Regions from separate parts of the Pan troglodytes genome. Here all the other regions are linked to region 1. The links are chromatin contacts, called in public HiChIP or PLAC-seq maps. All regions are on one chromosome and are shown on one strand. The core of a region is the stretch at or near the end of the contact, and the rest is flanking DNA. Distances in the headings are between cores, read along the strand shown.

What was found. HiChIP or PLAC-seq counts read pairs in DNA pulled down with a chosen protein or histone mark.
Region 2: a contact with region 1 is called in an H3K4me3 HiChIP or PLAC-seq map of stem cell-derived excitatory neurons, with 14 times the contacts expected there. The contact joins the promoter of FNDC5 here to the promoter of BSDC1 in region 1. A contact is called at or near these places in 1 of 7 Hi-C or Micro-C datasets (stem cell-derived neural progenitor cells) and 1 of 1 datasets of contacts at active chromatin or transcription factors (stem cell-derived excitatory neurons).
Region 3: a contact with region 1 is called in an H3K4me3 HiChIP or PLAC-seq map of stem cell-derived excitatory neurons, with 4 times the contacts expected there. The contact joins the promoter of NHSL3 here to the promoter of BSDC1 in region 1. A contact is called at or near these places in 1 of 1 datasets of contacts at active chromatin or transcription factors (stem cell-derived excitatory neurons) and 1 of 1 other capture datasets (stem cell-derived neural stem cells).
Region 4: a contact with region 1 is called in an H3K4me3 HiChIP or PLAC-seq map of stem cell-derived excitatory neurons, with 17 times the contacts expected there. The contact joins the promoter of RBBP4 here to the promoter of BSDC1 in region 1. A contact is called at or near these places in 1 of 7 Hi-C or Micro-C datasets (induced pluripotent stem cells) and 1 of 1 datasets of contacts at active chromatin or transcription factors (stem cell-derived excitatory neurons).

Annotation. Positions count from the first base shown.
Region 1 is chr1:198,577,905-198,585,467 of NHGRI_mPanTro3-v2.0_pri, reverse strand. BSDC1 (BSD domain containing 1) reads right to left here and starts at 4,475. Exons shown (of 11, transcript NM_001243957.1): 1 at 4,448-4,475; 2 at 4,124-4,184. The coding sequence starts at 4,458.
Region 2 is chr1:198,095,573-198,103,135 of NHGRI_mPanTro3-v2.0_pri, reverse strand. It overlaps FNDC5 (fibronectin type III domain containing 5), which reads right to left and starts at 4,309. Exons shown (of 6, transcript XM_009453148.3): 1 at 4,049-4,309; 2 at 2,276-2,391; 3 at 1,584-1,782; 4 at 1,147-1,236. The coding sequence starts at 4,286.
Region 3 is chr1:198,221,219-198,228,781 of NHGRI_mPanTro3-v2.0_pri, reverse strand. It overlaps NHSL3 (NHS like 3), which reads left to right and starts at 3,412. Exons shown (of 7, transcript XM_003307954.4): 1 at 3,412-3,772. The coding sequence starts at 3,538.
Region 4 is chr1:198,312,035-198,319,597 of NHGRI_mPanTro3-v2.0_pri, reverse strand. RBBP4 (RB binding protein 4, chromatin remodeling factor) reads left to right here and starts at 3,616. Exons shown (of 12, transcript NM_001246374.1): 1 at 3,616-3,724; 2 at 4,316-4,463. The coding sequence starts at 3,709. It overlaps ZBTB8OS (zinc finger and BTB domain containing 8 opposite strand), which reads right to left and starts at 4,080. Exons shown (of 7, transcript XM_063783364.1): 1 at 4,020-4,080.

The sequences.
Region 1 (7,563 bases), core at 3,226-5,725:
AGTGAGACCCTGTCTCATTAAAAAAAAAAAAAAAAAGAACAGGAGTCAGCTAAGAAGTGTTGACATGGGTTTAGTGATGTCTACAAGCATTACAGTCCTGATGGACATAAAATGTGAAGCAAGAGTGGTGAGGGATAAAGCTGGAGAGGTTGCCAAGGGCAACCAGGGAGAGCCTGGTCAGCCCTATGGATGATGGGGAGCCACCAAAGGTTTGAAGTGGGTGGGACATGAGATTTGCCTTTTCACTAAATTACTCCAGTGACTGGAATGGAGGAAAGGTCCAGAGGCGAGAAGATTAGAAGAGGAAGAAGGAAGACCAGTCAGGAGGCTGCTGCAATAATCCAGGAAAGAAAATAGAAAAATGTGAGTAAGGACAATGTTAGTAAAGATGGAGAGGATGAGACTGGTTCAAGATATAGGAGATGGAAGAAGGTGGATTTGGTGACTGAACAGGTATGTTGACTGAGGGCTAGAAAAGAATCATGGAAGCACCACAGGCTGCTAAAATAGGTGACTGGGTAGATGCAGTACTGCCAGCTAAGTGACAAAATCCTGGAGGAGGAGCAGTCCTAGAGACAAGGTGGTAACAATGACTTTGGGCACGCAGAACTTGAGATGACTGTGGGCTGTCTAGGATAGCTGTCCAGCAATAGCTATCCTCAAACGCTAAAGCTGGCCGGGCATGGTGGCTCATGCCTGTAGTCCCAGCACTTTGGGAGACCAAGGTGGGCAGATTGCTTGAGCCCAGGGGTTTGAGACCAGCCTGGGCAACATGGCGAGATCTCATCTCTACAAAAAATACAAAAATTAGTTGGGCGTGATGGTACACGCCTATAAGTCCCAGCTACTTGGGGGCCTGAGGTGGGAGGATTGCTTGAATCCAGGAAGTGGAGGTTGCAGAGAACCATGTTTGCATCACTGCACTTCAGCTTGGGTGACAAAGCGAGAGCCCATCTCAAAACAAAGCAAAACACAACACTAAAGTTCAGGCAAAAGGTCTAAGAGTCGCCCTAACAGGAAAGTGGAGAAGGTGACCCAGGAAGAGTTTGGAAAGTGGACAGAGCAATGGGCTGAGGACAAGTGTCCTCAGACACTACCTGTAGGGGGCAAGCAGAGGAAGAGGAACTCATGAGACAGTTACAAAAGCAACGTCTGGAGAAGTATGTGGAGACTTAAGAATCATGTCACAAAAGCCAAGAGAGTAGCGTTTCAAGAGAGGGAGTGATCACTAGTGTCAAATGCAGCAGAATGGTCCAGGAAGATAAGGGCTGAAAACCACCCACTGGATTTGGCAAGCGGTAGGTAAAGCTGACTGTGAGTAAAGATAAGTTTATAGGTGGTGGCTTTGAGGGTGGGGAGAGAGTTAAAGATCCTGTTTGTTCACCTGAAGTTTCAAAAAGTAGATGAGGTTGTCTCCTGGAAGTGAAAGGGATAAAGTGGCTGAATAGGGGACCCGAGGGAAGAGTTAGGTTTTGGGAAAGTTTCTGAAGTTAAGGGGAGGAGAAGCAAATTGGAGACTGAAGAGTATGTGGGCCCAGATGAGGTTGGGGAATCTGTGATGGAACCAAAAAGCATTTGGTGCCTTTCTCTTTTTAATTTCTTCTTTCTGGTAAGTATGTAGAGCAATGATATGCCTTTCTCTATCAACGTGTATGCACACGTATTTGTGTCAGTCATATTGCCCTTGACAACACACAGGAAGACAGGACAGGAGGAGGTAAGGAGCAGAGGAAAGCAGATGATAGCACCATCTCATAGCTGTGGTCTTCAGGACAATGTGTTCTAAGGAGTGCTGAGAAGTGAGTGGTCCAGATGGAGCCAGAATGAGACATAAAGATAGGAAAGCACCAAAAGACCAAGAAAAAAAATGGAAGGAAAAACGAACTGGGGGTGGTATCTAAGAGGTTTTCCCATCAGCCTCAGCACTTAATAACAGCTAATGCTTATATAGCACTTATGTATGCTAGGTACTGTTCTTAGTGTTTTACATATATTAACATTTAACCATCACCACAATCTCATCAAGTAGGTATTCTTAGTATTCCCATTTTATAGATGAGGAACTGAGGCCTAGAGAGGTTAAAAACTTGCCCAAGAGGCCAGGCGTGGTGGCTCACGCCTGTAATCCTAGCACTTTGAGAGGCCGAGGCAGGCGGATCACCTGAGGTCAGGAGTTTGAGACCAGCCTGGCCAACATGGTGAAACCCTGTCTCTATTGAAAATACAAAAATTAGCTGGGCGTGGTGGCACATGCCTGTAATCCCAGCTACTCAGGAGGCCGAGGCAGGAGAATCACTTGAACTCAGGAGGCGGAAGTTGCAGAGCCGAGACTGAGCCACTGCACTCCAGCCTGGTAACAGAGCCAGACTTGGTCTCAAAAACAAACAAACAAAAAACAAAAAACACTTGCCTAAGTACATATAAGAGTAAGAAAGTAAAAAAAGGGAAATTACGTCTTTTCTTTCCAAAAAGGCATAAACAACTCCCACCTCCACCCCCACCCCAGCTTTTAACTGGGAATTCCAAGAATGAAGACGGAAGGTTGGCCAACTATCTATTTTTCATAAGTTATGATAAGACCAACCTTGAGACAAACACAGGAGGCCCTCATGCAACATCTGCTGAATGAATGTCAGACTTTCCTGCCAGGAAATTACCCAACAGGAAACATGCTACTTTCGGGTCTCTTCTATCAAATGTTAGGGTGCAAGCCTCTCAGTCCTCATCAACAACATAAACAGCTCAGGGCATTCTCAGATTTGCTGGGCTATTGCTGAGAGGCTGTCCAGGAGTACCCAGGATAAGGGAGGAATAAAAACGCTCCCAGATGTCTGGGTGTGGTGGCTCACGCCTATAATCCCAGCACTTTGGGAAGCTGAGGCAGGTGGCTCACCTGAGGTGAGGAGTTTGAGACCAGTCTGGCCAACATGGTGAAACCCTGTCTCTACTAAAAATACAAAAATTAGCCAGGAGTAGTGGCACATGCCTGTAATCCCAGCTACTTGGGAGGCTGCGGCACAAGAATCACTTCAATCTGGGAGGCAGAGGTTGCAGTGAGCTGAGACCGCACCTGTGCACTCCAGCCTAGGTGACAGAGTGAGACTCTGTCTCAAAACAAAACAAAAATACTCCCAGAGTAGAGGACTTATTTAGGTGAGGTCAGAAGCTTCCTGGAGTCGGCCCTGAAGCAGGACTCATCCCAATTGCTTGAGGTAAATAGTAATCAACTTTTCCCACAATTCAGTTGGGCTGATTTTGACAAATAAGCATGAAATGAAACAGGAATACACATTGGCAAATTACCCACTGGCACAGCCAAATATCACTCATCCCACAGAGATTGTTCAGCAAGAAGGCCTTCCACTCTCTGGTGATTAATCTCTCTCTCTCTACTGCCCGTTGCATAGCCCCTACTTAGAACTCATCAGGCACCAGTGTGTATGGCTCATGCTCATCTCTGGCTTGGGTTCTTGCTTTTCATCCTGTCTAGGCAGGGTTGGCCTTGATGAGGTTCCTTCTCCACAGGGGCCTTCCCTGGTGAGTTACTGACTAACCAGAATAGACAAGGTGCCCCTGTACTTTCCTTTCACAGAACTTACCACAACGGTAACTAAACAACTATTTGTTTGGCTACTCGGTTAATGGCTGTCTCCCCACTAGACTGTGAGCTTTGTAAGGCCCAGGATTACATCTGTTTGGCTGAAGTCTGTATCCTCAAGACCTATCAGAGTGCTGGTTGTCGCATATACTCTAATATTTGAATGACTATACGAGTAAGTTTTTTTATTGCTAGAATCTTTTCCTTCAAGACCTGTATCAAATGCTCTTTCACGAAGAAACTGAATTTCCTGAGCTGGAATAAATTGCTCCTTCCTATGGATTCCTACAAAACGTTCGTTAACTCCAGCCTTTAAAACCACCTTTATTTCACTGTGGCTAGTATCACACTGGTTTGCGTCGAGGTCTGTCTTCCCGTGGACCGGTAGAGGCTAAAAGAAAGGCCCAGGTCAGCCTCATCCTTGAGACTTAGCGCCCGCAAAAGTTGGGCGGGGCTGGTTGGACCAGGTTGCATTGAGGCGGCGCAGGGCCCTGCTGAGGGAAGAAGGGCACGGGCCCGGCTTACCTTCTCTTTGACTGCTTGGTAGCTCTGCTGCAGCCAGCTCCGCCACCATCCCACGTCCTCCCTGTGGAAGACAGACACATCTGGCAGCACCGCGGTGCGATTCCTGCCCGCCCAAGGATCCGGTTTGTTCCCCCCTCAGATGTACCCTGCGGGCCGAGGCTTCGCAGACCGCTTGCCCACCCCCTCACAATGCGACTCCACTCTGCCCTTTCAGATCAGTCCACGCCCCCGCTGATCTCATGTTCCCCACCGGGACTCTCGCCCAGCACCCCAACCCTGGGAGAATTCAGGCCCCAACGCCTAGGAGCAAAACGACAAGCTCACCCTTCCGCCATCTTGCCTGCATGACATCACCACTATTTACTGACCTTTGACTTCCGACACGGCACCGCCCCCTCAAGGACCGCCCCCGAGGCGCTCGGCCCAATCCTCGCGCCGGCACCGCCCTCAGCCCAATCCCCTCCCTGCGCCATCATTAGGCCCCGCCTCCCTGAACTCTATCCAGTCTCTGTCCCGAGTTCGCCCTCAAACTCCGCCCCTGAACTCTCAGTTCAATCTTCATTCAGTCCTGCCCTCAGGCTCCACCTTCACCAAGCTTGACTCTTTGTCACTGTCCGCAAACGTCGGGTACGGTGGCCTCTATGGACGATGATCAGCCGACAAGCTGGACTGCGGAGAGCTGGGAGCAGAGGGGAGGAGGAGAGATAGCTCCAACGTCAGGATCCCAGAGCGCAGGGTTAGGACCGCCCCCCTTTGTGAAACCAGCTGCGTAGAGGCTGCTTTGTGTCTCTTTGGGCTAATTCAATAAGCCCATATTGCGGGGCTGTGGCCCAGAGTTTGGAGGAATGTGAAGAATTCAGAGGCGACTTAGATGCAGCCTTTGGAGGGCTTACGGGTTAATGGGAGACACACACATTCAGTAATCTCAACTTTCGGTGGCCCAGCTCAGAACAACGCCAGGTGGAGGTGGTCTGGAGAAATCCGGAGACCGCCTGGATTGAGTTCTACTGCGATTGGAAGGGAGATTCCACAGCCCACATACTTTGGACTTTAATTAAGGTCAGCCCCTCCACGTGTGCGGTAGATCCCATCGCCTCTTGTTTGCTTAAGGACATAGATCTAGTAATCCCCCCTTCATCTCTTTTCCCTCTGATGACTGCATTATCCTTGTCATCATCCGTACTGCTGTTTCTCCCATCTCAAAGGCAAACAAAAACCAGCCCTCTCTATATCCCTCACCGTTTCCCTACTCCCCTTTACAGCAAAAGCGTTGCCTACTCACAGTCTGCAACTCCCCTCTCCTCCCATTCTCTCTTGAACTCACTGCAGTTAGGTTTTTGCCTCTCAGACAATCCTTTGAAATAACTTTATTTATTTATTTATTTATTTTATTTATTTTATATTTATTTGTAGCTCTGCTGCAGCCAGCTCCGCCACCATCCCACGTCCTCCCTGTGGAAGACGGACACATCTATTTTATTTATTTATTTATTTTTGGTCCTCCCTGTGGAAGACGGAAACATCTATTTTATTTATTTATTTATTTTGAGTCAGAGTCTTGCTCTGTCGCCCGGGCTGGAGTGTAGTGGTGCAATCTCGGCTCGCTGCAACCTCTGCCTCCCGGGTTCAAGCGATTCTCCTGCCTCAGCCTCCCGAGTATCTGGGATTACAGTTGTGCACCACCACGCCCGACTAATTTTTGTATGTTTAGTAGAGATGGGGTTTCACTATGTTGGCCAGGCTTGTCTCGAACTCCTGACTTCAGGTGATCTGCCCGCCTTGGCCTCCCAAAGTGCTGGGATTACAGGCATGAACCACTGCACCCAGCCTGACATAACTTTCTTAAGGTCGCCAAGAGGAATGGCCACTTTTCAGTTCTTGTTTTACATCCGCATCTTATTTGACACAGTTGACCACTTTCTTCATTTGGCTTCCAGGACATCATGCCCTCTTGACTTTCTTCCCCGTTCATTGGCATCTCAGTATTCTTTGCTGTCTTCTCACTGCCTTCTTGTTGCTGGAATGGGATATTCCCTGGGAGAAGGCTCAGCCCTTGGTGTCCTCCTCCTTTTTGATGTTTATAGTCATTCCCCAGATATTCTCATAAAGTCTCATGATTTTATTTATTATTATTTTTTAAGATGGAGTCTCACTCTATTGCCCAGGCTGGAGTGCAGTGGCATGATCTTGGCTCACTGCAACCTCTGCCTCCTGGGTTCAAATGACTCTCCTGCCTCAGCCTCCAGAATAGCTGGGATTACAGGTGCCCACCACCACACCCAGCTAATTTTGTATTTTTAGTAGAGATGGGGTTTCACCATGTTGGCCAGGCTGGTCTTGAACTCCTGGCCTCAGGTGATCCACCCACCTCGGCCTCTGAAAGTGCTGGGAGTACAGGCGTGAGCCACTGCTCCTGGCCCATTTTATTTTATTTTTAAGACAGGATCTTATTCTGTCGCCATATTAGTCCATTTTCACACTGCTAATAAAGACATACCTGAGACTGGGCAATTTACAAAAGAAAGAGTTTTACTGGACTCACGGTTCCACATGGCCAGGGAGACCTCACAATGATGGAGGAAGGTGAAAGGCACATCTCACGTGGTGGCAGACAAGAGAGCTTGTGCAGGGAAACTCCCGATTTTAAAACCATCAGATCTCATGAGAACCATTCACTATTATGAGAAAAGCACGGGAAAAACCCGCCCCCACCATGATTCAGTCATCTCTCACCAGGTCCCTTCTACAACACATGGGAATTATGGAGCTACAAGATGAGATTTGGGTGGGAACACAGAGCCAAACTGTATCAGTTGCCCAGGCTGGAGTGCAGTGGCACGATCATGGCTCACTGCAGCCTTGACTTCCTGAACTCAAGCAATCCTCCTGCCTCAGTCTCCTGAGTAGCTGGGACTACAGGCATGCACCATGAAGCCCAGCTATTATTATTTTTTTAAATAGAGATGAGGTCTCCCTGTGTTGCCTTACTTTTAATTTTTCTTTAGCAATGCTTCACTATGTTGCCCAGGCTGGTCTCAAACTCCTGACCTCTAGTGATCCACCCACCTTGGCTTCCCAAAGTGCTGAGATTACAGGTGTGAGCCATCTTACAAATCTCATACTTTTAAATGCCATGTATATGCTGATGGCTCTCAAATTTCCTCTCCAACCCATACATTTTCTCTGAACATCAGGTTCATTTTGTCTATTTGCATGTGTAATAGGTGTATTATTTTTAACATGTCCCAAAACAAACTCTTGATTTATCCACCTCATCTTCCTGCAAACTTTCCCACATTTGTAAATGGAACCTCATTATTCCAGTTGCTCAAGCCAAAAACCTAGGAGTCATCCTTGCTTTCTCACTTTCTTTCATACTCCCAAACTAATCCCATCAGCAAATCCAGTTGGCTCTGCCTTTCAAACAAAACCAGAATCTA
Region 2 (7,563 bases), core at 3,060-5,559, 480 kb after region 1:
TCCTCTCTGTGTTTTTCCTGATTTCTAACCCACAGTTATTCCCTTTCCTCTGCTCTCCTACATGGTACTATCATAGCACTCATCACACTGGATTACAGTTAAGTTCAGCCCAAGAAAATGAAAAAGAAAAAAGAAGAGTAAACGAAAAGAAAAAAGAAAAGTTTGGGCCTGGCTTTGCCCAGATAGTTCTTTGCAAGCAGAGGGGTCTTCTTAGTCATGATTGTAGCACTACTGTTTGGGCTGGAGTGATTGTTCAGTAAATGCTGGTTGAATTGAGTACAAAGATGAATGAAACTTGGCCTTTACCAGCCTGGGCAACATAGCAAGACCCTATCTCTACAAAAAATAAAAAATTAGCCAGGCATGGTGGCACATGTCTGTAGTCTCAGCTACTCAGGAGGCTAAGGCATGAGGATCACTTGAGCCCAGGAGGTCAAGGCTGCAGTGAGCTATGATTGCACCACTGCACTCCAACCTGGGTCTCAAAAAACAAAACAAACAAAAAAAACTTGGTCTTCATTCTCAGGGAGCTCACAGACCACAGGTAAAGGAGAGACATGAGCCGAACGAACTAACACAAGGGCTAAAGAGAGGGTTAAAGAAGGGCTAAAGAGAGGAGTGAACAGTATGCGGTAGGGGTGTGGAAGCAGGAGGGCCATTCTAATGGATGGATTGAGGGAGTTTTCACGGTGGCTGTCTCACAGCCATGGTGGCTGGGTCTAGAAGGGTGAGTAGGTTAGGAGAATGTCCCCAGGCCAGGCAGTGACTTCCCCTGAGCTTCCCAGGCCTGGACCCCTGGAGGCACAGCACCCCAGAAGAGGAAAAAAAGGCTGTGGCCATGACCAGAGGTAAAAGGCCTGTGGAAGTGTCCAGCCCCAAGAAGCTGAACCTCTTCTGAGGGAGGGCGAAGGCAAGTACTCATCTAATCCTATAAGGCAGCTAACAATATGCTGGTTTTTTGGTGAAGAGTGAGGTAGAGAAGGGGTCAGATCTGTTTCCCAGAACTGTCGTTGGCAGGACTTGGAGACTTTTCACCTTAGAGATGTCCAAACCCCTTACCCTTTTTTTCATGAGAGAAGGGGCTGGTCAGAGTCCTCCATTTCCCAGAGTCTGAGGGAAGAAGAAGGTCTCGGAGGCCAGACTCACCTGCCCACATGAACAGGACCACGACGATGATCAGCACCTCGCCTGTCCGCAGCTGTTGGTTCCTCCCCATCTCTTTCATGGTTACCTCATCTGCAGGGAGAGAGACACTAGATCCAGCGCTCCTTTCCTCCCTCAGCCACTCCTCTAGGGCCAAGCCCAAGACAACAGTGCTGATTTCTACAGGTGCCCACACATCTAACATACATTCTAGAATGCACTGATGGCTACTTGGGGTGGCAGTGATAGGACCAAGTCTAAAGGGAGTTTATATGCTCAGCGTCTTGTCAGGGACTAGCGTGAACCCTCTCTCAGGTACTGCTTTACTTGCCAGCAGGGGATAAGGGGGAGGAGACAGAGCTTTCCTCAAGCCACCCACTGGTCTGGTCCTGACCACCCCTCACCCCACCCCATTCCTCTTAACAGTGACCCGGGCCTGCCTTTGTTCTTGGAGGCCATCTTCTCAGCCTCACGCGGGGTCTTGAAGAGCACAGGCTCGCTGGCTGGGCTCTGGCCCTGAATGGAGATGGCCTGCACGTGGACTATGTACTCCGTATCCTCCTCCAGGTCCCAGAGGGCACACGAGCGGGTGGTGGTGTTCACCTCCTGGATGAAGCGCAGCATCCGCACATCCTTCTTCTGCAGAGAAGCGCCGGTCACTGCTGTCAACACTCGGTGACCAGCCCCGCTCCTGCCCACCTCCCAGTGGTGACAAAGCCTTTACATACACAATCTTCATCATTCCATCACCTCCGCTATCAATATCTCCATTTTACAGGGAAGGAAACAGGTTCAGAGAGGTTGGGGAAGTTGCCCAAGGCCACACATCTAGTAAGCACTGGAGCTAGGTCCTAAATGCAGATGTCTCTGAGATCAAAACCTTAATTTCTGTGTTCCACTTGAAAGTTCCCAAACCCTCCCTCACTGACTGATTCTCTTCTAGAGAATTTTCAGACATATGTCTGAATGGGGCCCCAATTTTCAGACATATGTCCAAATTGCTGTTCATCTCCCTTGCCCTAAGTTCCTATTTCCTTTCTATTTCTCCATCACCACCACCGCCACACTCCTACCCCCATCCGCCACTACTGTCTTGATGTGTCCTTCCCTCCTAAGGACAGTGGAGCATTACCTGCTGGGAGATGGCAAATCCGATGACAACCTCATCCTCCAGAACATCCCAGCTCACCACTGCAGAGTTGGCCTTGAGGTGCCTGACGGTGACGTTCACTGGGGCTGAGGGACTGTCTGGGGAACAGGGAGGCACCTAAGCCTGAGCATCCCCTATTGTGAGGCCCAGACCCACTGTCTCATAAGTAAGAAGGGGAAACCTGGGGAAGGCCATGCAGGAGGGGAAGGAAGAAACTAAGGCCTCAAGTGGGGTCCAGTGACATGGCTCTCAGCTCTTCAGTGGGTTGAAGAACCAAGCCCAAGAGGCCCCAGGCTCCTCATGATTGGGATGGAAGCCCCTGCTGGCCACAGGCCGGCCCCATGAGGGGTCCAAGGCTCAAAGTGATGGGCCTGGGCCGGGGCCCTATCTAAGGGATGGGTGGTTAGAGTTGTGGAGAGAGTTATGTAGGGGACATAGGTGGACAGAAACTGAAGGTTAGCTGATGAAAAGCAGACAAAAGGACTCCCCAGTCCAGTGCTCTTTTGACAATACTGTCCTGTCCAATGAGTGACCTTGAACGAAGGAGAAAGACCCAGAGATCGAGAAGTGTCAGGCTGGGGTGAGCCCTGGACTGGGAGTGAGGAGAACAGAAGTATCCTCAGAGCTGTGATGGCCCAGGCAGAATAAAGCCTGGGGAAGAGTCTGTGTGAGCCTCTTATCCATGCTCTTCCAGCCCCAAGATGCAGGTGGGGAGGTGGCAAGGGAAGATGGGGTCACTCAGAGCAGGGCCCCTCCATGGCGAGTGGAGAGGAGAGAACAGGTAGGGGAAGAGGATGAATGAGGAATCACTCCAGAAGAGACAGGAGGGAAGTGGGGGTGAGAGTGATAGGGATAGTGGGGGGTCAGTGAGGAAAACCGTCCAGGAGAGGGGCAGTGCAGTCACATAAGGCTCAGTATCTTCCAAGGGGCAGGTGCGGCACGGGGCAGAGCTGGGCCTGAGCAGCACCCCTCACCCCACAGAGAGTGAACTTGAGACCCAGGGGGCTGGGCCTGGGACCTGAGGGAGACAGAGCCAGACACGGAGGGGGAGGTGGAGAGACAGGACACAGACAGGTGGTGGCAGACACAGAACCAGAGGACAGAGAAGTGGGGCATCTGAGAAAGACAGCTGCGAGAGAGCGCTCCCCGAGCCACGGAGGGAGAGATGAGCCGGGCAGCGGCAGCCAGGAGGGACAAAGACAGAGTGGCAGGAGAGGCTGGGCAAGGTCGGGCCGGCCCCATGGGGCAGGCCAGACACTGCACCAGATCAGGGGTGCCGGGGCCCACCCCACGCCCTGCGCCCTCAGGTGCCAGCCCCCATCCCCTTCACACGTGCTCCTGTACAGCGGGACCCCATCTGCCCCTGCAGAGTTGGCTTGCAGGGCTTTGAGAGGTCCTGGGGACACGGAGAGAGGCCCAGATGGGGGACCTGGTGTCCTCAGCTGCTCCCTGGGTCAAAGAAGGGAGCTAGGGAAGCTGAGGCAAAGACCTGGGGTTAGGGGAATGGGATTAGGGGACTGGGGACCACAAGACCCTAGGAAACCCAGGGCTGAGGTGACAGGGGAGATTTGGAAACTGAAGGACAGGTCTGGGGGTCAAGGAGGTAGGGAAGACGCTGGGGGCTGGGTTAGGGGAGCAGTGTTTGGGCCGAGACAGGAGTCCCTAGGGGGCAGAGAAAGGACCAGGGGACTCCCAGGTAGCTGGGCTCGAGAGGAGCCTGCCCCGGCACCGGCCCCCCGCCCCGGGCCCCCTTACCCGCCTGCACCAGCGCGAAGCAGACGCAGCCCAGCCACAGGCGGAGCGCGGCGCGGGCGCGGGGCGGCCAGGCGCTCGGCGACCCAGGGTGCATGGTGGCTCCTCCGGCCGGCAGGCCCGGGGCGGCGCAGGGGGACGCGGCTCCGGCGCCCGGCGGCCGCTCGCGCTCGCGCTCCGGCCCCCGGCCCGGCCGGCCCGGCCGCCCCGGCCGCCCTGCGCCGCCCCGAGCCGCCTGCATGTCGGCTCCGCGGACAGCGACTCCCGCGCGGCGGCGGTGGCGGCGGCCGCGTCCACGTCGGGCGCCCGGGGGGCGGGGCGCCCCCGCTGCGGGGAGAGGTGCAGGGGCGGGGTGAGGACCGGAGGGCGCCCCCACTCCCGCCCCCGCTGCCTATTAGGTCCTCTGCCGGGGAGGAAGGGGCTTCGCGGACCCACGGCTCCCGCCCTCTCACCGAGCGGGAGCCCGGCGGGGTTCTCCGCGCCCCCGCCGCGGTCACTCTCTCTCCCGTGCACAGCCCTGACTTGGCTGCCGCTTTCTGCCCTTTCCCAGGGTAGAGAGAGGACAAGTGCCACCGAGATGCCCGTTTGTGCCCCCACCCCTAAGCGCGCCTCCCTTCCCTGGGCCTAGGGATCCCCTCACTCCACGGTAGACCCGAGGCCTTGCGGCTGGGGCAGACGGGAGCAGAGGGAGAGATCACAGTAAGGCTGGGGAGAGCTGGAGAGAGTGCTAAGTGGACACCAGGGCTCCGTGTTTCCAGTGGGGTTGGGAAGAGGCTGCTCTGACTCACTGGAGAGTCCAGCTCTGTGACCCCAGGCCAGTCCTTTTCCTTCATTTTCATCCCCATAGTGAGGGCAGTAATGAGCGTCTACCAGGGGCCAGATACTATGCTGAGCTTTCTTTGCATTATGTGGCTTAATTCTCAGGGCAACCCTGTAAAGTCATACTCTGCACACTTTGCACAGGAGGAACCTGCAGCTTGGACAGGCTACTTGACTTGTCCAGGGACCCGCAGCAGAGCCAGGACTTGAGCACAGGCTGATCTGACTCCCAAAGCTGTGCTTAACTGAACTGTCTCCCCACCCAGAGTGACTTCACCCATCCGGAGATTCCTGAGACTCTAGAATTGGCCGGGGCCAGCTCCTCCCCAGCCAGAAAACAGTCTGCAGCAATCTAAGAGCATCTCTGAGAGGGGGAGTGGCTCCAGCCCCCTACTCTCATCTCAGCCAGAAAAACAAGGTGGAGGAGAGAGGCATGGACCAGGGCTCAGGGCCTTTTGTCTCAGCAAGAACCCCTGAGCCCCCTCCCACGACTATCCGAAATTCCACTACTAGCGGGGCATTCCTTTGGGTCTTAAAGGTTTTCCAGAAGCCCTGGAAGGGCTAATTTTCTTTGGAAAGGAGACGTCTTGCAAAGTTCCGCCACAGAAACGTCTTCAGGGTCTTCCTCTCCATCCCCCTGGTTTTACATTAAGGAAGTGAGGTCTACCGATGGGAAGAACTTGGTGCAGATTCACACAGTGGGTCAAGAGGAGCGATAGACAACCCTCCTCTCCTAATGCCCACCCAGGACTCCTTCGCTGGCCCTGTGTTCCTCCTTGGTCACCTTGGAAGGGGTGAGATGGAAGCGAGCTTAGGGGCTCTTGTTGAGCAGCAGAATTTTCCTGCCCATCCCCTCAGTGCCCCCAGACCTGCCCCACTCGGCAGGGTGACACTGCCCAGCCCTATCATTTCCCCAGCCACATACCTTGTCCTGGGAGAGCCTCAGCTGGGACCTCGACCCGTTTGGGAGAAGAGCCCCGGAGCCAGAGCACCTCTCTCTTTCTTTTCTCTTTGCTCTCTTTCTCTCCCCTTATTATCTTCTCTCTTTCTCCCCGCAGCTGCTGCCTGCCCCACCCCACCCGGCCCCGCCCCACCAGCTGCAGCTTAGCCCCTAGGGACCCCCCACCCCCCATCCATCAGACAGGAAGACAACCAGGAGGCCCGCAGGAGCAACTGGAGCCTCTTCAGGCCTCCATCACAGGAACCAGCAGGAAGGAGAGGGTTCAGTTAGAGGACACAGAATCTACTCCCGTCTCTGCAGGGGAGAAAAGGAGGGAGGGTCCTGGTGGGGTCTTGGCCTCCAGTCCAGCGCTGGGGAAAGGGGGACCTTGGCGCCATCTGCTGGCCTCTTTGGGTAAAACCCAGATAGATGTAGGGCATTGGGAGGGAGGAGATGGCAGTGCCTGAGGGCTTGAGAGAGAAGGCGGCTGAAGGAGGGGGCTTGAAGGATTTGGAGAGTTGTGACTGTGGGGGTACAGCCTTCTCAGTCCTCATGATGCATGGGGTGCTTGGGCCTTAATTCTGGGGAAAGCCCTGGTGCCTGGAATCTGGCAGCCAGTGAGAGCTGGCTGGGAGGATTTAGTGGAGCCCTGGGTGAACTTGGGAGGGAGCTGTCAGAAGCAGCCACTGCAGGCCAGGGCGCTGGCTCACGCCTGTAATCCCAGCACTGTGGGAGTCCGAGGTGGGTGGATCACCTGAGGTCAGGAGTTCGAGACCAGCCTGGCCAACATGGTGAAACCCTGTCTCTACTAAAAATACAAAATTAGCCGGGCATGGTGGTGCGTGCCTGTAATCCCAGCTACTCTGGAGGCTGAGGCATGAGAATCATTTGAACCCGGGATGCAGAGGTTTCAGTGAGCTGAGCGCACCACTGCATTCCAGCCTGGGTGACAGAGAAAGACTCCATCTCAAAAAAACCCAGCCACTTTATGTACCCCATCCCTTAGCACAAGGCTTATGATGCAGTTGGGGCTCATTAAATGATTGTTGACTGTATGGAAAAAAAATCATTCTTCCATCATATGTTTATTGAGCACCTATTATGGACCAGGCCCTGTGTAATATTCTGGAAACACAGCAGTGAAAGAATGAATGAAACCATGAGGACCTGGGCAGGGACTAAGGGTGCGCCTCTGTCCTCCCAAGCTGCACTCACTGGGCTTCACAGGACTCCACAGAGACCCCCTTGAGGGCTGGCCGGCCACTTACACATTGACACCTAATGGGGTCACCAGCATTTGGACCCTCCTGCGTGTCCAGAGTCTCAGCACCTAACTCAGGCTGCAGGTGCCCAAGCCAGCCCCGGGTACCCATTTAGAATAGGAAGGTTCCTTTTTATAGCCTAGGATGGTCATGGCCCCAGTCAAGGGTGGTCGCTAGACACCCCTCACCCGCCCTGCAAATCACAGGAAGAATCAGGAGGTCAGGAGTTGCTTTGGGGATATAATAATTGAGCACCTACTTTATCCATGTTATTATTTTATTTTATTTTGAGAAGGAGTTTCATTCTTTTGCCCAGGCTGGAATGCAGTGGCGTGATCTTGGCTTGCTGCAATCTCTGCTTCCCAGGTTCAAGTGATTGTCCTGCCTCAGCCTCCTGAGTAGCTGGGACTACAGGTGCCCACCACCATGCCCGGCTAATTTTTTTATTTTTAGTAGAGACGGGGTTTCATCATGTTGGCCAGGCTTGTCTCGAACTC
Region 3 (7,563 bases), core at 2,163-4,662, 360 kb after region 1:
GGGATTACAGGTGTGAGCCACCGCACCTGGCCTAATTTTTGTATTTTTAGTAGAGATGGGGTTTCACCATCTTGGCCAGGCTGGTCTTGAACTCCTGACCCTGTGATCCACCCGCCTCGGCCTCCCAAAGTGCTGGTATTATACAGGCTTGAGCCACTGCGCCCGACCTTTTTTTTTTTTTGAGAGGGAGTCTCGCTTTGTCACCCAGGGTGGAGTGCAGTGGCACCATCTCGGCTCACTATAACCTCTGCCTTCTGGGTTCAAGCGTTTCTCCTGCCTCAGTCTCCCGAGCAGCTGGGACCACAGACAAGCACCACCATGCCTCGCTAGTTTTTTTGTATTTTTATTTATTTTATTGAGACGGAGTTTCGCTCTTGTCGCCCAGGCTGGAGTGCAATGGCATGATCTTGGCTCACTGCAACCTCCGCCTCCCGGGTTCAAGTGATTCTCCTGCCGCAGCTTCCTGAGTAGCTGGGAATATAGGCGCCTGCCAGCAAGCCTGGCTAATTTTTTTTTTTTTTTTTTTGAGATGGAGTCTCACACTGTCACCGGGGCTGGAGTGCAATGGCGTGATCTCGGCTCACTGCAAACTCCGCCTCCCGGGTTCAAGTGATTCTCCTGCCTCAGCCTCTCGAGTATCTGGGATTACAGGCACTTGCCACCTCGCCTGGCTAATTTTTGTATTTTTAGTAGAGACGGGGTTTCACTATGTTGGCCAGGCTGGTCTCAAACTCCTGACCTTGTGATTCACCTGCCTCGGCTTCCCAAAGTGCCAGGACTACAGGCGTGAGTCACCTTGCCCGGCCTGCTATTGCCTCTTGAAATTCTTTTTTTAAAAGACAAGGTCAGGCCAGGCGCAGTGGCTCACGCCTGTAATCCCAGCACTTTGGGAGGCCGAGGTGCGTGGGTCACCTGAGGTCAGGAGTTCGAGACCAGCCTGACCAATATGGTGAAACCCCGTCTCTACTAAAAATACAAAAATTAGCCAGGCTTGGTGGTGGGCGCCTGTAGTCCCAGCTACTCAGGAGGCTGAGGCAGGAGAATCGCTTGAACCCGGGAGGTGGAGGTTATAGTGAACCGAGATCGTGCCACTGCACTCCAGCCTGGGTGACAGAGCGAGACTCAGTCTCAAAAAAAAACAAACAAACAACAACAACAACAACAAAAAGACAAGATTTCACTCTGTTTTGCAGGCTGCAGTGCAGTGGCGCGAACATGGCTCACTATAGCCTTGACCTCCTGGGCTCAAGGGATCCTCCCACCTCAGCCTCCCGAGTGAGTAGCTAGGACCACAGGCACTTGTCACCACACCTGGCTAATGAAAAACAATTTTTTTTTTGGAGAGATGAGCTCTTACCATGTTGCCCAAGGCTGGTCTCGAACTCCTAGGCTCAAGCAATCCTCCCACCTTGGCCTTCCAAAGTGTTGGGATTACAGACATGAGCCACTGTGGCAGGCCTTGAAATTCTTAATAAGTTTTTTTTTTTTTTTTTTTTTTTTTTTTTTGAGACAGAGTCTCACTCTGTCACCCAGGCTGGAGTGCAATGGTGCAATTTTGGCTCACTGCATCCTCCGCCTACCGGGTTCAAGCGATTCGCCTGCCTTAGTCTCCCAAGTAGCTGGGACTACAGGCATGCACCACCACACCCAGCTAAGTTTTTGTATTTAGTAGAGACCGGGTTTCACCATGTTGGTCTGGCTGGTCTTAAACTCCTGACCTCAGGTGATCCATTTGCCTGGGCCTCCCAAAGTGCTGGGAATACAGGCCTGAGCCACCATGCCTGGCACCTGTAACACTTTTCCCTTGAAAACTGCATTCTCTACATTCCCTTTCCTCACCAACTAACAGAGGAAGAGGCTGGGTTCTTAGGAGTGCTAGGCTGGGCCAAGAGCACCCAGAGTACAGGGCTGGTTCCTGATCCAGAATGGGTGCTCTGGGATTGTGGGCTGGATCTGAATGAATCGTGGTTAGACAAGAAACTGAGGCCCAGCATGGACACTGGGTGGTCTGCCCCAGGGCCCCCAGGTGGGAGAGTGTCAATGATGTCCCAGGTTCACCACAGCTGAGCCCCTGGGGACATGCAGGGGGCTAAGGCAGGTTAGGGAGATCCCACTGCACTCTAGTAATCCTGCAATGTTATGGTGAGTGCTATCTACAGTGCGCCGGGGCTGACTGGGCTGGGTGGCCCAGACAAATGGGCCCCTGCCCTCGTGGAGACCAGGACCAAGAGAAAGCCATGTGACCAGAGTCAGATTGGGTGATTCTGGCCACCCCACTGGTATGGACATCACAAGGCCCTTCTGGGGACTGACGGAGGGGGTTCAAGGGTGCTGAACCCACAGCTGGTCCCCAGCGCAATTTCTAGTCCTTAGGGTTTGAAGCCTTGGACCAGCCTGAGACAAAACCCAGATGCCCATCTTGGCTCCTCTCCCGCTGACCACCTCTGTCCCCTTCTGGCCTCCATTTCCGTTGTCGTGGGATCAGATGATATAAAAGGGCTTGGTCAGCTGTAATAGACCCAGAGGCCTGTAGGCAATGAGTACAGCAATTTCAGGATTCTTAATGTTTCCTTTCCTACCAGCCTCCCAGTCACACCTCTCACCTGCCCAGAGTTCAACCCTAATTAGTGTTGAGCATCTCAGTGGGAACTCCTGGTCCAGGCAGGAGTGCCCTGGGGCCTCAAATCCTAGTCCAAGGGTAAACGGAGGAAGGGCTATCCTCATCTTGCCACCAAAGGGTGAGGCAGGAACACAGTGGGCCTGGGCCCCCGCTGCACACCGAAGATGGTTGGAGCCTGGAAGGTGTGGTAAAGAGCGAGGAGGCGACCCCAGTCAGCAGATGGGAGGGAAATACCCACTGCGGGTCACAGGTCTTGGACGTGTCTGAAGCCTCTATTCCTGGCGCAAGCGCCCCAACACTGTCGGGGCTTGGAAGGAATTCTCCAAATTCCCTTATTCCAGGAAAAAATATTCCAGAATCCCCTGTCTATTCCCAGCCCAAACTTGGGATACCAAGTCTCCTGGGGTCCAACCCCAGCCTCTCGCTCCCCATTGCCTGCGCCCTTCCCCTTTCCGTCCCCACCCCATACCACCCTCTTCCGAACAGACCTCCCGCGGTGCCCCCTGCGGGACGGAACCTCAGTGCCGCCCCCTCCCGGGCGGCCCCACGACCCGCCCTCTCGGGCCCCAGCGGGGGGCACGACCCCGGGCTCCCGGGACCCCCTCCTCTCGGGACTGGACCTCGCCCTCCGCCGGGACCGGGGGAGGCGGGGAGGGGCCGCAGGCAGCGGCGCTCCCGCCCCGCGGCCGCTCCCGCCCCGCGGCCGCTCCCGCCCCGCTCCTTCCCTCCCCGCCGGCCTGCGCCCCGCCCGCCGCTCGGCCGGCCCCTCCCGCGCCGCTCCCGCCGCCCGCTCTCCGCGCCCGCTCGGCCTCCGCCGCCCAAACTTTTCTCCGGGCGCGCGTCCCCGGCGGCCGCCCCCGGCATGGGCACCGCGCCGCAGGGGGCCTGACCCGCCGCCCGCTCCGCCCCCGCCTGCCATGGCGGCCCGCGCGCCCCCCGCCGCACCTGCGGCCGAGGAGCCGGGGAACCCGGGCGGCCCCCCGCGCAGGAAGAAGTCCCGCTCCGGCGCGTCCGGCCTCCGCCGCGCCTTCAGCTGGCTGCGGGGCAAGCGGCGCAAGAAGAAGGCGGCGGGGGCCGAGGGCGCCGAACCGGCCGCCCCCCGGGCCAAGAAGGCGGAGGACAAGGCCAAGAGGGCCAAGGGCAAAGGCCGAGGTAAGGCGGTCGGCACCTGGGCTGAGCGCGGGGGGGCGTCGAGGGTACGGCCGAGGGGGCTCTGCCGGGGGTCCGCGCGCGGCGTGTTGGAGGGGGGTGACCCCCAGGAGCTGGTGCTGGAAAGCGAAGAGGCCAGGGCTGAGTCCGAACACTTCCACCCAGCGCTGCCTTCCGCACTTTCCAGACCCAGTCCTGCCCCGCTGTGAGGGGAGGGGACCCCCGGCTGGGGCAGGGATCCCCTGGCAGAGCAGGAAGTGCTGGTAGCCCGACTCCAGGGCGGTGAGGCGATTCCCCCTCCCCCAGGCTCACCCAGGTTCTGCCCTCTGCTGAGTCAGGGGGTCAGAGACTTAACGCTGGCCTGTGGCCAATGGGAGAGACAGGTGGCCTTGGGTCTCTGGTGGGGACCCTCTGGGTCTGGAAGGTCAACCGCACTCACAAAGAGTTTCAGCTCCAGCTGGATCTGGATTTCCAGCCCCACAAAGGACCTCGCATGGAGCACAGTGTGCCCTGCCTTAGCTTCTTAACAGTGCTGGCTTTTCCCACCTGGCCTCCCTCAACGCTCACCTGGGCCAGGCCACAAACATCACCTCCTGGGGTAGTGAGCTCACCAAGGTGAACCAACCCGCCCCTCCCTATCACTCCTTCTTCCAGCCCTGGAGAAACATGCCAGTGTCGGAAGTGTGCTTACAGATGGGGGAAACTGAGGCCCAAGCTCAGTGGAGAGGCTGTACCTGGGCTGGGGTGGGTACTTAAAATTCAACAGCTAATTCTCAGTCTTTCTGAATTTGAGCCCCTGGGCTCCTCCTCTGGCCTGGATGGGCAGCCTGAAAGGCAGGGAAGCCGACCTGGCCCATCCCTGCTGGGGTCATTTTCAGTTCCTTTCTTGGGCCTTCCCTCATTTTCCAGTTTCTGTCTTCCTTTTGGTGGGGAGGGCTTGAGTCTTTGCAAGAGGGTGGAGCTCCCTTGGGGCTTGCGGTCCTGGGAAATCCACCTTTCCTAGACTGCTGCTGCAGTGCTGGAGGTGAGGAAATGGCTGGGTGTGCGGGCCCATCCCATTCTGCCTGTGTTTACCCTCCCGGTGTCCTTTAACCACCTCTTCTGGGAGAGTTAGAAGGAACACTTTAGGGGTCAGGAAGAGGGTGGAAAGCCTCATGTGTGATTGTATCCGGCTTGATCTTCCTTTTGGATAAGGGCCCTGCTTCCCTGCGGCACAGCCACAAATAGAAGTGAGGGTGCTGGGGCTGGGGTGACTGGGCCAAACCCTGAGGGAGGATTGGATTTGGGTGAGGGGTGTTTCCAAAGCCTCTGCAGTCCTAACAGGACATGGAGTCTGTCCCAGGGCTGCCCCACTGGGATTCAGTCTGAAGTCATCCCCATCTCATTCAAGAGGGCATTGCAGCAGGATGTATTGTGGTCAGACTGTCAGGATTGGCAGGCAGAAGGCTAGTGGACTAGCAGTGTATACTCCAGGGCAGTGGACTTTTTTCCTCTGGGAGACCAGCCTGGAAGTCAGGGGGCTGGAAAAGCTGAGCCTGTAGGTCACTGCTCCAACAGCCTGGGTTTGGGGTCATTGGGTCAGTGGCCAGGCCTCCCTCTTGCCTTGTGTTTGGTATCAGGTGGCTCTGGGCTTTCTGGGCAGCATGTCGGCCTGATTTGAGCCCACGTGCATGGGTAACACCTCCTTGCCCCTGGCTGTTGTTTCTCCAGGTCTGGAGGTGGCCCTGGGTATGACTGGAGGAAGTCCTGTTCCCTTTTACTCCAGCCTCCTATTATTGCAACTGTTTCCTTGTCACCTGCCTGGCCCAACTTCTTTTCTGTTTATTAAGAGAAATAAATCTGATCCCACTAATCTCCACTGGCAACGCTGGCCAGGAACGGGAAGCCTGCAGAAGGCTTAACTCTTTCAGGGAGAATGTTCAGAATGGAGATTGGGAGAGGTGGGGAGGAGGGATACACAGGAGATTGCTGGGAGGTCAGGGATCTTTGCTGGGGAAGTCATTATCTCCTCCATTCCAATCTCTGACTCAAAGACCTACGAGAGGCAGGTCTTGATTCCTCTAATCTGACTCTCCTACTTTAAGATGGAAAAACTGAGCTTGTCATGGAGTTTTGAGCACCAGTCTTCCATGATTCCCTTGCTGACCTCACTACCCTGCACAAACTTAGAAGAGAGGAAGTCTGACATTTATTGATTAGTCTGAATATGTCAAGATCTCACTTGCAGATGAAAAAATTGAGGCTCAGGGACAGTGAGTGACTGATTTGACCAAACTGGGATTTAAACTCAAATTACTTGCCTCAAAAATCGGGACTGTTTTCATGACTCTCCCAAGGACATAGAGCAGCAGGTAAGGCTTGAAGATCTTCTTGTTCAACTCACTTTACAGATGGGAAATGGCCCAGAGAGAGAAGTGAGGGAACTTGATAGAGTGGGGAGAGTATCAGAATCAGGCCAATGAGAGTTTAAATCCTGGCCCAGCTACTAGCAAGCCCCATGATGTAGGATGAGCAACTTCTCAGTGGGCTCCCTGATTCCACCACTGTCTTGTGGGGAAGAAAGGGGGAATCCTCTGGCTGGACATTGCCTTGATGGGCTGTGACCTTTCTGTCTCACCAAGATTCTCACAAGAGAGCATATGAAAATTATATTAAAGGCTGGGCGTGGTGGCTCATGCCTGTAATCCTAGTATTTTGGGAGGCCGAGGCAGGCAGACTGCCTGAGCTCAGGAGTTCGAGACCAGCCTAGGCAACACGGTGAAACCCCGTCTCTACTAAAATATAAAAAATTTGCCAGACAAGGTGGCGTGCACCTGTAGTCCCAGCTACCCGGAAGGCTGAGGCAGGAGAATTGCTTGAACTCGGGAGGCGGAGGTTGCAGTTAGCCAAGATTGCACCGCTGCACTCCAGCCTGGGCAACAGAGCGAGACTCAGGGAAAAAAAAAAAAAAAAAGAAAATTATATTAAAGAGAAGTAACCATAGAAATGCAAGGGGTTGCTATGACTGTGTTTATAAGTTTAGTCACCTGAGCTCTAACGACCCAGTCTGGAAGGAATGGGCTCTGGGCCTAAGAACAACTTTGCTTGACTGGGCGTGGTGGCTCACACCTGTAATCCCAGCACTTTGGGAGTTTGAGGTGGGTGGGTCACGAGGTCGCGAGTTTAAGACCAGCCTGACCAACATGGTGAAACCCTGTCTCTACTAAAAATACAAAAATTAGCTGGGCTTAGTGGCACGTGCCTGTAATCCCAGCTACTCAGGAGGCTGAGGCAGGAGAATCGCTTGAACCCGGGAGGTGGAGGTTGCAGTGAGGCGAGATTGCACCACTGTACTCCAGCCTGGGTGACAGAGCGAGACTAGGTCTCAAAAAAAAAAAAATGGACAACTCTGCTTCCCTGGTCTGCCCCTGTCAAGCTACAAGATGCTGGCAGGTTATTCACCCCTCCAAGCCTCAGTATCCTTATCTGTAAAATAGGGATAATAAATCCTAGCTTTATAGGGGCCTTTCCAGGATCAAATGAGCTAACAGACATGCAAATGCGTTGTGAACTGTGGAGCATGGTGCAGCTGGCAGCAGGTTTCTGCTGTTGTTATGCTGCTGAGGACTTGAGCATTAGTTAAGTTCACCCTGATCCATGTTTGGATAACAGCCCGTGATGATGATGATTACTGAGGGGGATTCACAGAGGGTAGAGTCTCACCTTTGTCCCACAGGAGGACTCAGACATAAGAAAAAGTTAAAAAAACAGGCCAGGCACGGTGGCTCACACCTGTAATCCCAGCACTTTGGGAG
Region 4 (7,563 bases), core at 2,367-4,866, 270 kb after region 1:
TCGTTTCAGATCAGACACAGCATTAGATTCTAATAGGAGCTTGAACACTATTGTGAACCGCACATTGAGGGATCTAGGCTGTGTGCTCCTTATGAGAATCTAAAGCCTGATGATCTGTCATCCCCAGATGGGACCATCTAGTTACAAGAAAACAAGTTCAGGGCTCCCACTGATTCTATATTACAGTGAGTTGTATAATTATTTCATTATATATTACAATGTAATAATAATAGAAATAAAATGCACAATAAATGTAATGCGCTTGAATCATCCTGAAACCATCCTCCCCTACAACCCCCGTTGGTGGAAAAACTGACTTCCGTGAAACCAGTCCCTGGTGCCAAAAAGGTTGGGGACCGCTAGTTAATGAACTGCATTGCATAAAAATACTTTCTGCCTAGTAAGAAAAACCAACAACCCAAGAGAAAAAAAAAATAACCCAAGAGAAAAAAGGGCTAAGAATATTAACATACACACCCCAGAATGGGAAATACAAATAGCTTCCAAAACACTATAATATGTTCAACTTCACTTACAATAAGAAAAATACAGTAAGTATACTTTACAAATTAGAAAAGATAAAAAAGTATGGTAACAATTAGTAGAAGTGGGAGGAAAGAGGCACATTCACACAATACTAGTGAAAGTATAAATTGGTACAACTCCTATAGAGAGCAATTTGGCAATAACTGTCCAAGTTAAAATATCCTTTTAAAAAATGTAGAAGTCTTAGCAATGGAAACAAAAAAAACTTGGAGAACTTGATTCTACAGATCCACTTGCACATGTACAAAACAGTGGATGTACAAGTGTATTCAATGCTGCACTGTTTCTAATACCACAAGAGTAGAAATAGCCTAAACGTCCATCAACTGAAAATTGGTTAAAGCAAATGCTAGAACATCTAGGCATGTACATGTAAGAAAAAGGTAACGATGACTGCTCTACAGAGGGGGACTAGGTGGTTGAGGATGGGGGCTGCCAGAGTTACTTTTCACTGCCTATGTTACACTTTCTGAATTTCAAATCAATATATATGACCTATTAAAAATAATTTTTTTTTTGAGATGGAGTCTGGCTCTGTCGCCCAGGCTGGAGTGCAGTGGCGCGATCTCGGCTCACTGCAACCTCCGCCTCCCAGGTTCAAGCGATTCTCCTGCCTCAGCCGCCCAAGCAGCTGGGATTACAGGCACCCACCACCATGCCTAGCTAATTTTTGTATTTTTAGTAGAGATGGGGTTTCACCATGTTGGCCAGGCCAGGCTGATCTCAAACTCCTGACCTCAGGTGATCCACCCGCCTCAACCTCCCAAAGTGCTGGGATTACAGGCGTGAGCCACAGCACCAGGCCTTTTTTTTTTTTTTTTTTTTGAGACAGTCTCACTCTGTTGCCCAGGCTGGAGTGCAGTGGTGTGATCTCGGCTCACTGCAGCCTCGACCTCCTGGGTTCAAGCAATTCTCCTGCCTCAGCCTGCCGAGTAGCTGGGATTACAGGCGTCCACCATCATGCCCAGCTAATTTTTGTATTTTTAGTAGAGACGGGGTTTCACCATGTTGGCCAGGCTGGTCTGGAACTCCTGACCTCAGGTGATCCACCCACGTAGGTCTCGCCAAGTGCTGGGATTATAAGTGTGAGCCACCGCAAACGGCCTATAATATTTTTAAATTGTTTTTAAGTGAGAGAAGGGGATATGCTAGGAGGTATGCCAGCTCCAGAAAGCACATTGCCTAGAATACTATGGTAAATAAGTAGATTTTACAGAGAGGACAATGAGAAATTAATGAAAGATTTTAAGCAGATAAATAAAAGTCAGATTTGTGCTCCCCAAACCACAGCTACCTTTAGGGATGACAGCTTAACGTTTAATATAGAATTTAAGAGACAAAGATAGGTTATGTGATTTACCTAAAGTCACTAAGCGAATAAATGGCAAAACCAGCTGGACACTGCAGCGCGGGCTATGATCGCTCCATTGCACTCCAGCCTGGACGACAGAGCGAGACCCCATCTCTAAAAACACACACACACACACACACACACACACACACACACACACACATATATATATATATATTTTTTTTTTTGAGACAGAGTTTCGCTCGTTGCCCAGGCTGGAGTGCAATGGGGCGATCTCGGCTCACCGCAACCTCCGCCTCCCGGGTTCAAGCGATTCTCCTGCCTCAGTCTCCCGAGTAGCTGGGATTACAGACATGCTCCACCACGCCCAGCTAATTTTGTATTTTTAGTAGAGACGGGGTTTTTCCATGTTGGTCAGGCTGATCTCGAACTTCCGACCTCAGGTGATCCGCCCGCCTCGGCCTCCCAAAGTGCTGGGATCACAGGCGTCAGCCACCGCGCCCGGCCTAAAATAATCATTTTTAAAAATCACAATCATAAATGGCAAAACCAGGTTTTTTGCTAATATGATCGAGGTGAAACATCAAGTTAGAAATCCCCTAATTAGCTTTCCGAGTCCTCTAACCTCGCACACTCTAATCTCACCGTTGGGAAATACATGGGGGTAGCAACACTGCAAACGCCTGAAAATATGGTTATCTTTAGAATTTACGAAGATAAATGTGATTAGACACATGTGGAAGAAGTTCAAGAGACTGTAAATGAGGGAGGCCAGGTTTCGCGACTATTAAACCAGGTGGCTTTTTCCTTCAGCATTCCCAGGAGAAGTACGAACGCGACTACAACAGCCGGCACAAATGGGATCATGCCTGAAGTACCCATGGGGCACAGTAGAAAGAGCAGCAGGAAGCCGCAGGTAAGGAGAGGGGATGCCTGTGTGCTTACATGTAAAGAGAGAAGTAAGCCACCTACTCACACTCGTACTTCCTATTGACTGGCGGATACTTGGCCTTGATCGCCTTCTGTTCTTCAGTCAAATTGTAATCTCTAACATCTTCCTCTTCCTGCGCCATGACTGCAGGATTAGACACTCTACTTCCGCCCTTCATCCACCGGACTTCGGCCCGGAATTACTACTTCCGCTCTAGACTCCGCCCCTTGGCGCACACCCTTAAAGGACCACACTCCTTTCTCGGAGTTGGCTGTTGACCTACTTTAGTCCCTACCCTGCCGCTTGGATCGCATATTTAAAAAGCCAAAACCCCATCTTCTGCGCTTCCTTCATTACTAGTTCTTTCCAAAGACTAACGAAAAACGTTGAAGGGCACCTTGAATGAAACCCGTCTGGGTCTGACTGGCGAGGTTTTTTCCCCCGCTTCACCCCCAAAATTGATAATTAGACCCGAAGGCATTCTAGATTTTTCATCTCAGTACTCTGAAAGGGTCGTAAGCTTAATAGCCTTCAAGAAAATGGCTGCCCTCTTGCCGCGGGAGTGTGCGGACCAAACCTCTCTCACGTGACCCTGACCGGGCGCAGTCCCGTCAACGCCGGCGCGCGCAATCGCTGGAAGTCGGCTCGGGGAGGCGTGGGGGGAGGGGCGGAGCGCGCGCCTCGGTCCCCGCGGAAAGCTACTCCGCGCGTCTGGATTGGTCGCGAACGCGGCTTCCCCGCCCATCCCGCCATTAGGAGCGCTCCGATTGGCTGATGTTGGCGCGAAGGTGCGCGAGTCAGCCTTCGCGCTGGGGGCGCAGGAAACAATAGAGGCCGCGCGCACAGAGCGAGCTCTTGCAGCCTCCCCGCCCCTCCTGCAACGCTCGACCCCAGGATTCCCCCGGCTCGCCTGTCCGCCATGGCCGACAAGGAAGGTGAGGGTGCCGGGGCCGACCCAGGAGGGCAGTGGGTGCCTGGGCTGAGCCGCGGCCTCGACATGGCCTAACAGTGAGGGCAGGCCCGAGTTTGCCGAGTGCAGTCCCCGGTACTGAAGGCGTGAAGAGGGAACTCCCCGTGGGGCGGGCTAACGGCTCGCCAGTTCCCTGGGACCGATTTCGGTCGCAGCTGGCGAAGCCAGCGGTGGGGCCCCCGGCCAGTGTTTGTTTCTCTTCCTGCCTCCGATATCGGTTTCTCGGCCTCTGTCCCGAGCGTGGGGACACCGCTTCCTACCCACAAGGCTCGGAGCTCGGGCCTCCTCGTCCGGCTTGTGAGTTTCGGCGCGCGCGAGCGTGCTCCGAAGGCCTGGCTGGCCCCGTGGCCTGGAACGGGTAACGGAGTGTTTGGCGGGGATGGCCCGAGGAGTTTCGGCGCCGCGAAAGTGGAGAGTGTGCATGCCTCTGCCGTGGGGATTTAGACAAATCACCTCCATTTCATGGTTAGGATGTAGGAGTCATGCAGGTGGCTTTGCAGAGGATTACTCGGTTTCCGTTTGTTTGCTAACTTAAATTTGTTTTTAAAAATTTTAGCAGCCTTCGACGACGCAGTGGAAGAACGAGTGATCAACGAGGAATACAAAATATGGAAAAAGAACACCCCTTTTCTTTATGATTTGGTGATGACCCATGCTCTGGAGTGGCCCAGCCTAACTGCCCAGTGGCTTCCAGATGTAACCAGGTGACATGACTCTCCCGAACGTTATTTTGATGTATTTTCAGTGTAGATTTCTCATTGATTTTCTTTTTTCCGCTCTTCAGTCACCCGGAGAAGGCATGTGATCAAAACCTCTTGGTGACATTTTTTCTAGGCCACAAAGTAAGGCAAAATAACAAAATGATTTTGTAACTTACCTGACAAGAGAAAACATATTGGCGTTTTTTTCTCAATACTGAATTAAATAGCTGTAGCTGATGATAATACCTGTAATAATAGTGGCTGTACCAAATAATAGTACAAAACTTGTCAACTTTCAAAAAGTATTATGGCCAGGAGCAGTGGCTCACACTTGGAATCTGAGCACTTTGGGAGGCCCAGGCAGGAGGCTTACTTGAGGCCAGGAGTTGGAGACCAGCCCTGGGAATACCCCCGTCTCTACTGCCCCCCACACAAAAAAAGAAAAAAGTATTACTATGAGTCTAGTCCTTACAACAAAACTTTTTTGTTTTTCTTTTTGAGACGGAGTCTCACTCTATTGTCCAGGCTGGAGTGCAGTGGCGCGAGCTCGACTCACTGCAACCTCTGCCTCCCAGATTCGAGCGATTCTCCTGCCTAAGCCCTCCCAAGTAGCTGGGATTACAGGCACCTGCCACCACACCTGGCTAAATTTTTTTGTTTTTTTAGTAGAGACGGGGTTTTACCATGTGGGACAGGCTGGTCTCCAACCCCCTGACCTCTGGTGATCCGCCCGCCTCTGCCTCCCAAAGTGCCGGGATTACAGGCGTGAGCCACTGCACCTGGCCTCAACAAAACTTAATTTGAATTCTCGTAGTATGTCATGGTACCTGCCTTCAAGGAGCACATTGTCTAGTTGAAGTGGCAGATATAAACTAATAATTATAGTTATATATGGTGACAGCAGTTGTAGAGAGATAATTAGGGTACCTAGAAAACACCTGAAGGTGGAATGGCTTTCTTATAAGGGGTTTGGGCATAATGAGGGCTATAAAGATTAATACCATGTTTCTTACGTGTAGGTAGCTTATCTCTAGTAGAGGGGATAAAATAGTTTGCATTTATTGGGGCTGTATTTGGTGCTACATATCGGGGATCCAAATTAGTTATAATTAGCATAAAAGTGGTACAGATAAAATTATCAGAGGAAGGAAAATTTGCCTCAATTTGCCTCATTTCTTAGGAAGAAATGACAATGCAAAAAACAAAGAGGAGGGTAAATTTAGATGATATTAACATAGTTTTAACAAGACCATTGTGCCATTTGGAATAATGGATTTTCTGGTACAAAACTAAGTTTTCTGAATAACATTCAAAAGCGATTGTGTGCTAAGTAAATTCCTTCAAAACTTGGATCTTTAAAAGTTAAGATAATTGCAAAATGTTATTAGACTATGATGTAGCTCAACAAATGATAGAAATTTCGCAGAAATTATACTAGTAACTTAAGAATGAGGCTGCTACCTTTACAGTGGCATAAGGAAAAATAGGGAAATGTGTCCTAGGGATGTTACACAAAACCATAGTAAAAACCTAGAAATTGGGAGTTAGAAGCTGCTTTGTGTTTTGTTTTTTTTGAGACGGAGTCTCGCTCTGTTGCCCAGGCTGGAGTGCAGTCACGTGATCTCCGCTGACTGCAAGCTCCGCCTCCCGGGTTCACGCCATTTTCCTGCCTCAGCTTCCCAAGTAGCTGGGACTACAGGCGCCGGCCACTACCCCTGGCTAATTTTTTGTATTTTTAGTAGAGCCGGGGTTTCACCGTGTTAGCCAGGATGGTCTCAATCTCCTGACCTCATGATCCACCCGCCTCGGCCTTCCAAAGTGCTGGGATTACAGGCGTGAGCCACCGCGCCCGGCCTAGAAGCTTCTTTATCATGACCAGGAGTTCCCACATGCAATTGATCATCAGAATTGCTTGGGGAATTCAGGATAATTGGAATCATTTCTGTCAAGAGTTTTCAGTGGTAATTCAAACCATTTAAGAACTTGTGGGCTGGTCATGGTGGCTCACACGTGTAATCCCAGCACTTTGGGAGGCTGAGGCAGGCAGATTGCTTGAGGCCAGGAGTTCCAGACCAGCCTGGGCAACATGGTGAAAAGCCCGTCTCTACTGAAATTACAAATATTATCCGGGCATGGTGGTGCGTACCTGTTAGTCCCAGCTCCTCGGCGGGGGCTGAGGCAGGAGGATCACCTGAGCCTTGGGAGGTCAAGGCTGCATTGAGCTGTGATCCTGCTACTGCACTCCAGCCTGAGCTAGGGATTGCCACCCTGTCTCAAAGAAAAAGAACTTGTGGCAGAGTACTTAATGAGAAGTGTACTGGAATGGTGATTCCACATTTATTATAGTCATATGCTAAATTGTGCTTATTGGACTAGTGGATCACAAATATTGGCCATCCCATACCCACTAAACATTCTAGAACCCCTACTTTTCAGAAACTTCCCAAGTAATATAATAGAATGACTAGCTAGGTTACGAAAGCAAGAATTAAAGACTTAATTCCCCAAGGCTGAAATCTGTACTGTCATCTTAGTAGTTTTCTGCATTAGCAAATCTAGATAAATAATGTGAGAATTGTTTTTTGTTGTTGTTGCTGTTTTGAGACGGAGGACGGAGTTTCACTCTTGTTACTCATACTGGAGTGCAGTGGCATGATCTCAGCTCACTGCAACCTCCGCCTCCTGGGTTCAATCGATTCTCCTGCCCCAGCCTCCCAAGTAGCTGGGATTATACAGGCACCTGCCACCACGCCCAGCTAATTTTTTGTATTTTTAGTAGAGATGGGGTTTCACCATGTTATCCAGGCTGGTCTCGAACTCCTGACCTCGGGTAATCCACCCACTTCGGCCTCCCAAAGTGCTGGGATTACAGGCGTGAGCCAGTGCACCTGGCTGAAAATTGTTTTTGAGACAGGATCTTGCTCTGTTGCCCAGACTGGGTTGCAGTGGCACAATCAGAGTTCCCTGCAGCCTTGACCTCCTGGGCCAAGGAATCCTCCTGCCTCAGCCTCTGGAATAGTTGGGACTACAGGCACACGCTACCATACCTGGCTAATTTTTGAAAAATTTTTTTGCTATGTTGTCCAGACTGTTCTTTAACTTC